Regions from separate parts of the Sus scrofa genome. Here region 1 is linked to region 2. The links are chromatin contacts, called in public Hi-C maps. All regions are on one chromosome and are shown on one strand. Each heading gives the region's core, a stretch centred on a gene start, on an enhancer-like site or on the middle of the called end of the contact. The rest is flanking DNA. Distances are from core to core; before and after follow the strand shown. Region 1 holds the start of PINK1 (serine/threonine-protein kinase PINK1, mitochondrial). Region 2 holds the start of CDA (cytidine deaminase).

What was found. A called contact is a pair of places that touch in the nucleus more often than the background predicts.
Region 1: a contact with region 2 is called in a Hi-C map of skeletal muscle, with 2.9 times the contacts expected there. The contact joins the promoter of PINK1 here to the promoter of CDA in region 2. A contact is called at or near these places in 1 of 5 promoter capture datasets (liver), 21 of 47 Hi-C or Micro-C datasets (adipose tissue, alveolar macrophages, blood and 10 more) and 2 of 2 datasets of contacts at active chromatin or transcription factors (alveolar macrophages and skeletal muscle).

What each region holds. Positions count from the first base shown.
Region 1 is chr6:78,859,390-78,864,640 of Sscrofa11.1, forward strand. It overlaps PINK1 (serine/threonine-protein kinase PINK1, mitochondrial), which reads left to right and starts at 3,806. Exons shown (of 8, transcript XM_021095478.1): 1 at 3,806-4,295. The coding sequence starts at 3,900.
Region 2 is chr6:78,822,272-78,827,292 of Sscrofa11.1, forward strand. It overlaps CDA (cytidine deaminase), which reads left to right and starts at 1,977. Exons shown (of 4, transcript NM_001244385.1): 1 at 1,977-2,184. The coding sequence starts at 2,031.

The DNA of each region.
Region 1 (5,251 bases), core at 2,556-5,055, 39 kb after region 2:
CACGAAATTCAAAGATGATTAAACTCTGTGAACTTTCACACACTATTCAAACAAAGTTCATTTTTCAAAAAAATTGAGACCATGAATGAGTTAGATAGAACTTTTTTGGGGTAAGTGTGTATCCAAAATCCTTTATTTTATTGTTTTTAGTTTGTTCCACTGTTTCTTTCTTTGTATCTATTTTTAAACAATATTATTGAACCCCTAGCTGTGGTGTAGGCTGATGGCTACAGCTCCGATTCGACCCCTATCCTGGGAACCTCCATATGCCACGGGAGCAGCCCAAGAAATGGCAAAAAGACAAAAAAAAAAAAAAAAGAATTTTACTGAAGTATGATTACAATATAATATATGGTAAGGTGTACAACAGTGACTCACAAATTTTAAAGGTTATACTCCATTTATAATTATTACAAACTATTGGCTATATTAACTCTGTTATACACTATATACTTTGTGCTTATTTATTTTATTTATTTATTTTGGTCTTTCTGCCATTTCTTGGGCTGCTCCCTCAGCAAATGTAGGTTCCCAGGCTAGGGGTCCAATCCGAGCTGTGGCCACCGGCCTACACCAGAGTCACAGCAATGCAGGATCTGAGCCGTGTCTGCGACCTACACCACAACTCACAGCAACGCCAGATCGTTAACCCACTGAGCAAGGGCAGGGACTGAACCCACAACCTCATGGTTCCTAGTCGGATTCGTTAACCACTGAGACATGACAGGAACTCCTGTGATTATTCATTTTATACAAAATAGTTTGTACCTCAATCCCCCTAAGTGTCCATCGATATATGAAAGGATAAAGAAGATGTGGTATATGTGTATATATACACACACATATATATAAATAGACACACACAATGCAGTACTACTCCGCTGTAAAAAAAAAATTAATGAAATTTTGCCATTTACAACAACATGGATGGACTTGAAGGCTATTATGCTAGGCGAAATGAATCAGAGAAAGACAAATACTCTATGACCTCTCTCTCTTTTTTTTTTTTTTTTTTTTTGCTTTTTAGGGCCATACCCGAGGCACATGGAGGTTCCCAGGCTAGGGGTCAAATCGGAGCTGTAGCCGCTGGCCTACACACCAAAGCAACAGCAATGCCAGATCCAAGCCGAGTCTGTGAATTGCACCACAGCTCACTGAAAGACCAGATCCTTAACCCACTGAGCGAGACAAGAGATCAAACCCGAAATATCATGGTTCCTAGTTGGATTCATTTCCGCTGAACCACGATGGGAACTCCTCTAAGATCTCATTTTTATGTGGAATCTAAAAAATAAAGCAAACTAGTGAATATAACAAAAAAGAAACAGAACTCACAGATACAGAAAACAAACTAGTGGTTACCAGTGGGGAGGGTTCCCTGGTGATAAAATAGACTGAATTTTTCTTTTCTTTTTTTTTTTAGCACCACACCCACGGCATATGGAAGTTCTCAGGCTAGGGGTTGAATCAGAGCTATAGCTGCCAGCCTATGCCACAGCCACAACACCAGATCTGAGCTGCATCTGTGATCTACACCACAGCTCAGAGCAACACCGGATCCTTAACCAAATGTGAGAGGCCAGGGATGGAAACTCACATCCTCAGGGATCCTAGTCCTGTTCGTTACCACTGAGCCACAATGGGAACTCCCTGAATTTTTCAGAAAGGCTTTCATTATGTTAAAAAAGCATTAAGTAAAATGTTTACCTAAATACTACACACAGAAAAATGCACAAATCAAAATGTACTTTTAGGAGAATTTTCATCACATAAACGGATCAGGAAACAACGTCCCAGGACTCTATAGTTGTAGACACTCTCATGGCTGTTTAGTATTCCATTGGGTGAATATACCACAATTTTCCAGTCTACTATAGAGATGGCCATTTGAGTTGTTTCCAGTTTTACACTATGTGGAATAGTCTTGCTATAAACATTCTCGGGTAAATTACATATGCTTTTCTAGGGGTCTATACCTAGGAGTAACATTACCAGCTTCTCATTCAATGTATATACTGGTTTCTTTCTTTTTCTTTTTTGGCTACACCCACAGCATGCAACTTTCCCCGGGCCAGGGATCAAACCCACGCCACAGCAGTGACAGCGCCGGATCCTCAAAATGTTGAGTCACTAGGAAGTATTCCTATACTGGTTTTGACATGTTTAAACTCACTGGAGTTTCCATCGTGGCTCAGTGGTTAACGAATCTGACTAGGAACCATGAGGTTGTGGGTTCGATCCCTGGCCTTGCTCAGTGGATTAAGGATCGGGTGCTGCCATGAGCTGGGTGTAGGTCGCACACTCGGTTCAGATTCCACGTTGCTTTGGCAGTGGCGTAGACCAGCAGCTACAGCTTAGATTAGACCCTGATCCTGGGAACCTCCATGTGGTTCGGGTGCAGCCCTAGAAAAGACAAAAAGACCAAAAAAAAAAAAAATTTCACCAATTCAAAGTGGATCTTTCTGCAGTTGCCTTGTTTTTATTCCTATTTACTCTCATTCTTTCTTACAACTTTACAGCCCAGAAACAGGGCTGTGCTAAAGGTCGCAAATGAGTCCTGAAATAAATAGGTTAGACTGTGTCTTTCTATTCAAGAAATGCTGAGGTGGGTCTCAGGCTAGACGAAGGTCCCCTTGCCCTGAAGGTCATCTGTGACACATGGCCATACCTTCAAAAACATTTTAACATCTCTTCCAGGGCCTCTTACCCACAACCAGCCTTAAGGGTAAGGAGATTGGAGGTACTCATGATTACAGGAACGTTTTTTTAAATGGCAGCACCACAAAATATACCTCCTTAGCCTGGGGAAGGCTTGGTTCCTTGTTAAAGAATAACCCACTGACCAAATAAATCATGTAGATCTTGTCTGGATCCCAATTTGAACAACTGTAAAATAAAACAACAGGGAAATCTGAATATTGATTGGATAGTAAATGATATTGTGAAGTTAATGGTAATATTTTTAGAGGTGACAATATCATTTATGTTTTGTAAAAAAATAGTTCTCTCTCAATAGATATTTAAGTATTTATAAATGAAATGATATGATATATGGGATTTGCTTTAAAGATGGGAGAATGGAAAGTAGGAAGATATGCACAGGTGACTAAATAATGACTATTTGTTGATAATTGTTGAAACTGGATAATTGGGTACATGGGGTTCACTATAGTTTTCCATTATTGTATTTGTAAATTCTCTTTTTAAAAAAGGCAAGAGAAAGAAAGAAAAATCACTCAGTACAAATTCCTTATCAGCCATTCCAACAGCAGCTTTGGGTAACAAGGCTCTACCACCAACATGCTGTGTGACTTTGTGAGTTGATCCACATCTCAGGGACTCTGTTCACTAATCTGAAAAAAGTGGCCTAAGGGTGAGATTTCTCTCCGGGGCCTGTGGGCTTGTTGAGACGAGTGGAAGGGCATCAGGGGCAAGGACTCAGCAATCAGGGCAATGCAAACTTTAACCTCAGCTCTGATACTGCATATGACCTTGGACTGTCACTGCCCTGTTTTTTTCTTTTTCCTCAGTTTTCTTATCTATAAAAACGACCTTCCTATCTCATTGGTAGGAAAATTAACAAACGTAGATTCTGGCACCGTCGGTAAGGGGTAATAATTATTCATTTCTCTTCTCAATTTCTCGATTTTGCCCAGAACCAAGGATGTTGACAGGATCTCCCTGACAATGCAATCTTTAGATCCTGGGTGCAAGAGCAAGAAACTACCCGCCGCGCAGATGCGCGAACAGCGCCCTCGTGCGCGCACAGCGGAGAAACAGCCAGAGAGGCGGCCCCGCCCATTGGCGCCCGCGCCTGCGCAAAGGCGCCGACCCGAAGTTTGTTGTTGTGACAGGCGTCCCGGCCTCCTGCGGCTCGGAGGAGACCCAGCCGCGGCACCATGGTGGTGCGACAGGCTCTGGGCCGGGGCCTGCAGCTAGGCCGAGCGCTGCTGCTGCGCTTCACAGCCAAGCCTGGCCCGACCTATGCCTGGGGGCGGCCCGAACGCCCGGGCCCAGCGGCGGGCTGGGGCCGCGGAGAGCGCCCTGGCCCTGCCGCGGGACCCGGAGCGGAGCCGCGCAGGCTCGCGCTCGGGCTCCCCGGCCGCTACCGCTTCTTCCGCCAGTCAGTGGCCGGGCTGGCGGCGCGGCTCCAGCGACAGTTCGTAGTGCGGGCCCGGGGCGGCGCGGGCCCTTGCGGCCGGGCTGTCTTTCTGGCCTTCGGGCTGGGGCTGGGCCTCATTGAGGAGAAGCAAGCGGAGGGTCGGCGGGCGGCCTCCGCCTGTCATGAGATCCAGGTGAGCGCCGGCCGCGGGCGGGGGTCGGAGCGGGAGCGGGAGTCGGGCTGCGGGCGGGGCTAAGTGTGTGGGCGGGTCTTGGGTGGGTGTGGGGTGGGGCTAAGTGTGGGCGTGGTGAAGGCGGAGCTGGGAGGCATTAACTGATTTGGGGCCCTGGGTCAGGGTTTACCTTTGTCCGAGCTGGAAATTCCTTGACATCACTGATTAAGGCTCATTTTCGATGTCACTGATCTCCTGACCTGGGGCTTAACAGCTCACTTTTTACTGTTTTCCCTTCCTTCAAACAGCATATTTTGGAAGTTATGTTAATAACCACTCATGTTGCACCTTGGCCAATAACTTTCTGTAAATTTTCAGAAATTTAAGGACAACTAAGACATAATACTTATATTCCTGTGGTTGGTTGTCATCCCTAATTTATGGATGAGGAAACACACTCAGAGAAGTGAAAGGTGGTGTAAATTGCTGAAAGTCACACAGCTCATAAAGGGCAGTGCCCCAAGTCTGATTTTACAAAGCCTGTGCCGTTAACCACTGCTCCAGCCAGGCTCCTTCCACAGTTTAGCCAAATCAGAAGTGACACAGTGACTGATATTAATGACAGATCTGAAGCTTCAGCAAAAACCAAGAACAGCAAGAGAAGATAGCAGACCTGCTTTATTTTTATTCAATGAATTTCATTGTATTTATAGTTGTGCAACCATAATTACAGCCTAATTTTATTTATTTATTTGTAAAGCAAAAGCGTTTATTAAGGCGTCAGAGGGTGGCTGAGCTCAAGATGGCACCAGCCCTGACTGTGAGGAGGTGCTAGGCTTATAAAGAATCTGTCACAGCCTAATTTTACATTGCCATCCCAAACCCCCAGCGTATCCCCCCCCCCCAACCTGTCTCCTCTGGTCCCCGTAAGTCTTTCAAAGTCTGAGTCAGTTTCTGTTCTGCAAATAAGTTCATAA
Region 2 (5,021 bases), core at 727-3,226:
CTCCTCCCCCCTTCCCCAACCCCCCACCCCGCTCCCCCCATGAGAAGCTGTAGATTCACTCCTATTTGCTGGGAGTCTGGGGACATTTGCATGCTTCTGGACACCCTAACTGGCATTCTGCCCTTCTTAGGTAATCTTGGCCAATTCATTTAATGACAATAACCCAATTTGCATGGAATCACAAAGGGTGCTCACAACCTGATGTTACAGGCCCTCCAACCACTCTCACAGTACACACATTCTATCTCATTTAATCCTCACTACAGCTCTGCAAGATCCTGTTAGTGCACTGATTTTATTTTATTTTTTTCTTTTTAGGGCTGCACCTGTGGCATATGGAAGTTCCTGGGCTAAGGGTGGAATCAGAGCTGCAGCTGCCAGCCTACACCACAGCTCACAGCAATGCCGGATCCTTAACCCACTGAGCGAGGCCAGGGATTGAATCGGCATCCTCATGGATACTAGTCCGGGTCTTAACCCAAAAAGCCACAACGGAACTTCAGTGCACCCATTTTATAGATGAGGAAACTGAGGCTTAGAGAGGTACTATTAACTTCCCAAGGTCATACAGCCAATAAATGGCAGAACTGGAATTCAAACTAAGATCTACTAATCTTCAAAGCTTGAGCTCTTCTCTAATCCGAGAATGCAGGGCAGAGATGATCATTATCCCCATTGTATAGATAAAGAAACTGACTCAGAGAGGTCAAATCACCTGCCAACAGTTGTACGTGCGGGAAGTGGTGGAGCCAGGATGCAAATTCATTTCCTTTATCAGCAACCCAAGGGCTATTTCACCAACAATGACAACAAAAAAATGAGGCAGCCTGAGTGGATGATCTCAGAGGTTCCCTCCAGCTGAGATCCTTTTTAATTCTGGGTTGAGACAGAGAGGAGGTGGAAGGAGAATGGGTGAAAATAAAGAAGCAGGAGTTCCCATTGTAGCTTAACAGTAACGAACCCAACTAATATCCATGAGGATGCAAGTTTGATCCCTGGCCTCAATCAGTGGGATAAGGATCGGTGTTGCCATGAGCCGTGGTGTAGGTCACAGGTGCAGCTCGGATCTGGTGTTGGCTGGGGCTGTGGCGGAGGCTGCCAGGTGCAGCTCCGATTTGACCCCTAGCCTGGGAACATCCATATGTCACAGGTGTGGCCATAAAAAGCGAAAGAGCAAGAGGGAGTTCCCGTCGTGGCGCAGTGGTTAACGAATCCAACTAGGAACCATGAGGTTGCGGGTTTGGTCCCTGGCCTTGCTCAGTGGGTTAACGATCCGGCGTTGCCGTGAGCTGTGGTGTAGGTTGCAGACGCGGCTCGGATCCCGCGTTGCTGTGGCTCTGGCGTAGGCCGGTGACTACAGCTCCAATTTGACCCCTAGCCTGGGAACCTCCATATGCTGTGGGAGCGGCCCAAGAAATAGCAAAAAGACAAAAAAAAAAAAAAAAAAAGAGGCAAAAGAGCAAGAAAGCAAGGAAGGAAGAAAGGAAAAGGAGAAAAGAAAAGAGTCTTTACTGCACCACCTCAAGCTCCCTGACTTGGGAAGCCACTGCGGCTGCCCCAGCACCTGCCCTTTCAGTCTCATAACATCACTCAGGGAAGAAGTCATTCAACAAAATGAAGAGTTTTCCATCCTTGGAGCTTGGACTTCCTAGACCTCACACAGACCACATAACAGCTTCTCCCTTGAGGTGTGTGTGTCCACAGTCACCCCTCACACAGCGACGCCCATCCCTTGACCTTTTACTCATCAGTGTGTCAGCAGTGGGAGTGGTCCCCAAGGGGAAGTGGGAAGCATACGTGGACATAGTGGCATCCTTCCTCCCTGGGACACACACCACGCCCTCTGACCCCAAACCAAAGGAGGCTCCTCTCCCTGGCCTGGCCCCGCCCAGCATCCCCGTGGGGCTCTCACCTGGGAGCCACTAGGCAGAGACACACCCCGGGGGGAGGAGCTGCTGCCGCCGTGGGGCCCAGCCCACACTGGCTGTGAGGTCTCTTTCCGATCCTCTGCCAGCCCCAGGGGGACCAACATGGCCCAAGAGCGTCCCAGTCCCGCCTTGGAGCCCGAGCACGTCCAGCAGCTGCTCTTCTCCTGCCGGGAGGCCAAGAAGTCCGCCTACTGCCCCTACAGTCGCTTCCCGGTGGGGGCGGCCCTCCTCACCGGGGACGGGAGGATTTTCTCCGGTAAGAGCGGCACCCCGGGGTCCCCCTGCACGGCAGCCGGGGCGGGAGGTCAGAGGAGGACCAGCAGGATGGGCGGGAGGAGGGTGCCCTATCCTTTCGTCGCTGGACCACCCCCGTAACGCTGCCCCTCGTCCCTGCCCTGCCCGCTGTCCCAGACTGTGGGGGTGAATATGCTGCTCACATCCAGTGGTTTTTCCCCTGTTGGAGGACTGGGAAGCCAAGGAGAGATGGGGAAGGAAGTGGGAAGGGAAAGCAGGAAGGTGAGTCCATAAATGCCGAACATCTGCAGTCCTGGAGCAGGAGGGAGAGGGTTAACACTTTCTGAGCCCTCCTCTGTCTGGCACCCTCCTAAAGCTTCCAGGATTTCAGCAGTAAGTCCTCACCCTCCGCACACTCACCCAGGTGTTGTGCCCATTTTTCAATGAAGAAACTGAAGTCCAGAGCCGTGACATGGCTCAAGGTCACACAGGTTGTAGTGATCAGGGCTAGGGTCCCCCAGACCCTGCTTTCCTCCTGTCACCCACTGCGCAGGGAGATGGCGGGGGCGGGGGGGAGGGTTGAGATCGAGGAATCCAGGGGTTACTCCTGGGGTGGGGGGGGCCGTGAGCGCCTTGCAGGGAGTCTTGGCGGCGGGGTTTGGGTAACCAGCAGTGAGTGCCAGCTCAGGGAGGTGGGGAACCGGAATCTGAGTTGGCACTAATCTGTTCCTAAGCTCTTCGGTTTGTTGGTTTTAAAGAAACGCTCGCTGAAACAAAAACTCAGACCTGCTTTTTCCGAGCTGAGGGACATCCTCTTCGAGGACAGGGAGGAACAGGGCCTGGAGATGGCAGGGAAGCCATGCCCCTCCCCATCCCTCCCATTCCCACCACCACCCTGAGGGCAGATGTGAATTGGCACAGAGGGACCCCGGGGGAATGCCCAGTCCTGCCGCCCAGAATCCCCTTCCACTTGGCAGCCGCTAGTTAAAGGATCAGAGGCTCACGTGTGTGTCCATCTAATTGTTAACTACCCAGCAGCCCTGGGCCAGGTGTGAGCCAGTCCCACCCCCACTGCTCCGCAGGGAACCTGACTGGGGGGCCCACACCTCGGCGCCCTCTCTGGTGCCTCTTCTGGGCTGTTCTTGGTGTTTGAGTTACCTCCTGTCTTTTTTTTTGTTTGTTTGTTTTAGGGCCACACCCGTGGCATAGGGAGGTTCCCAGGCTAGGGGTTGAATCAGGGCTATAGCTGCCAGCCACAGCCACAGCCACACCAGATCGGAGCCGCGTCTGCGACCCACACCACAGCTCACGGCAACACTGGATCCTTCATCCACTGAGTGAGGCCAGGGATCAAACCTGCCACCTCATGCTTCCTAGTCAGATTCATTTCTGCTGCGCCACAACAGGAAGTCCACCTCCTGTCTTTTGAGGTTCTTGCTGGCTCTATGAGTCACTTGGGTCTTAAACATCTTTGAACAGGAGAGGTAACCTTGAGCGAGGGCTAGGATGAGGAAGGACCATGACTCATGCGGTCCCTCCAACCCTTCCAGTCCTGCAAGGCAGGATTATGCCACCCCTTTGTAGAGAAGGAAACTGAGGCTCAGAGTGGTTAAGTGCCCAAGATCACAAGCCGAGATTGGAACCCAGCGTTCCCCTGACTCCCAAGTTTGCTTTCCTGCAGGGAGTAGAGAGAATCTGAGTGTCCTGTGCAAATTCAGGCCTGGCCCGGGGGCTCAGGTGAGCATTAAACATTAACCACCACTGCAAACAACATTGCAACCCACACTGCCCCATGGCTCTAGGGCCTGAACAGGCAATGAGCCATTGATTGTTTCCAGTGCCTCCATAGCCCCTCCAGATGGAGAGGGGCTCTCCCCAACCTTGCATTGATTTATCCATTCGCAAATATTTGCCAAGGACCAATTATGTGCTAGGTCATGTACCAGGTGCTGGACATACTGCTGTGAGCAGAAATGACAGTCTCGGAAACAAAGCTATTGGCACAGAGAACAGACTTGTGGTTGCTGAGGGGAGGGAGGGGGAGGGTCTGGGAGTTCGGGGATTAGTAAATGGCAAAGAAAGGAAGAGAGGAAGGAAGGAAAGAAAGAAAGAGGGAGGAGAGAAAAGAAAGGAAAGGAAAGGAAGAAAGAACGATGACAGTCCTTGCCCCCATGTAGGCCCCCTCCTCTTACACAGGCCAAGGCTCCAAGTGGGGCCTCAACCAATAATTGTAGGAGGGAATGAAATGAGATGGACAGAAGCGTGGCCTATTTAAATAGCAGGGAAGGACCTGATGTCACCAGAGAGAGGACTGTGCAGTGGGAACCTGTGGAGGCCTCATGGGATGGGGTACAGGCCCTGGAGGAGTTCGAGCCCCCTGGGTTTGCATCCTGGTGCAGCTGTTTTATCAGTCGTGTGACCTTGGGCAAGACCCTTCACCCTCCAGGAGTTCCCCTTGTGGCGCAGCAGAAATGAACCTGACTAGTATCCATGAGGTTGCGGGTTCGATCCCTGGCCTCGCTCAGTGGGTTAAGAATCCAGCATTGATGTGAGCTGTGGTGTATGTCACAGATGTGGCTCAGATCCAGCATTGCTGTAGCTGTGTGTAGGCCAGCGGCTATAGCTCTGATTCGACCCCTAGCCTGGGAAATTCCATATGCCGTGGGTGTGGCCCTAAAAAGCAAAAAAAAAAAAAAAAAAGACCCTTCACTCTCCAGAGTCTCAGCTTACACATTTGTAAACTGAGGATCCCAACACTTGCCTTTCACGATGGCTTTGAACAGAGCTGGTGTGCCTGACCCAGTGGTCCTCCCTGATTGTTGGTGCCTGAGCTGCATCAGTCATTAACTACATTGAATT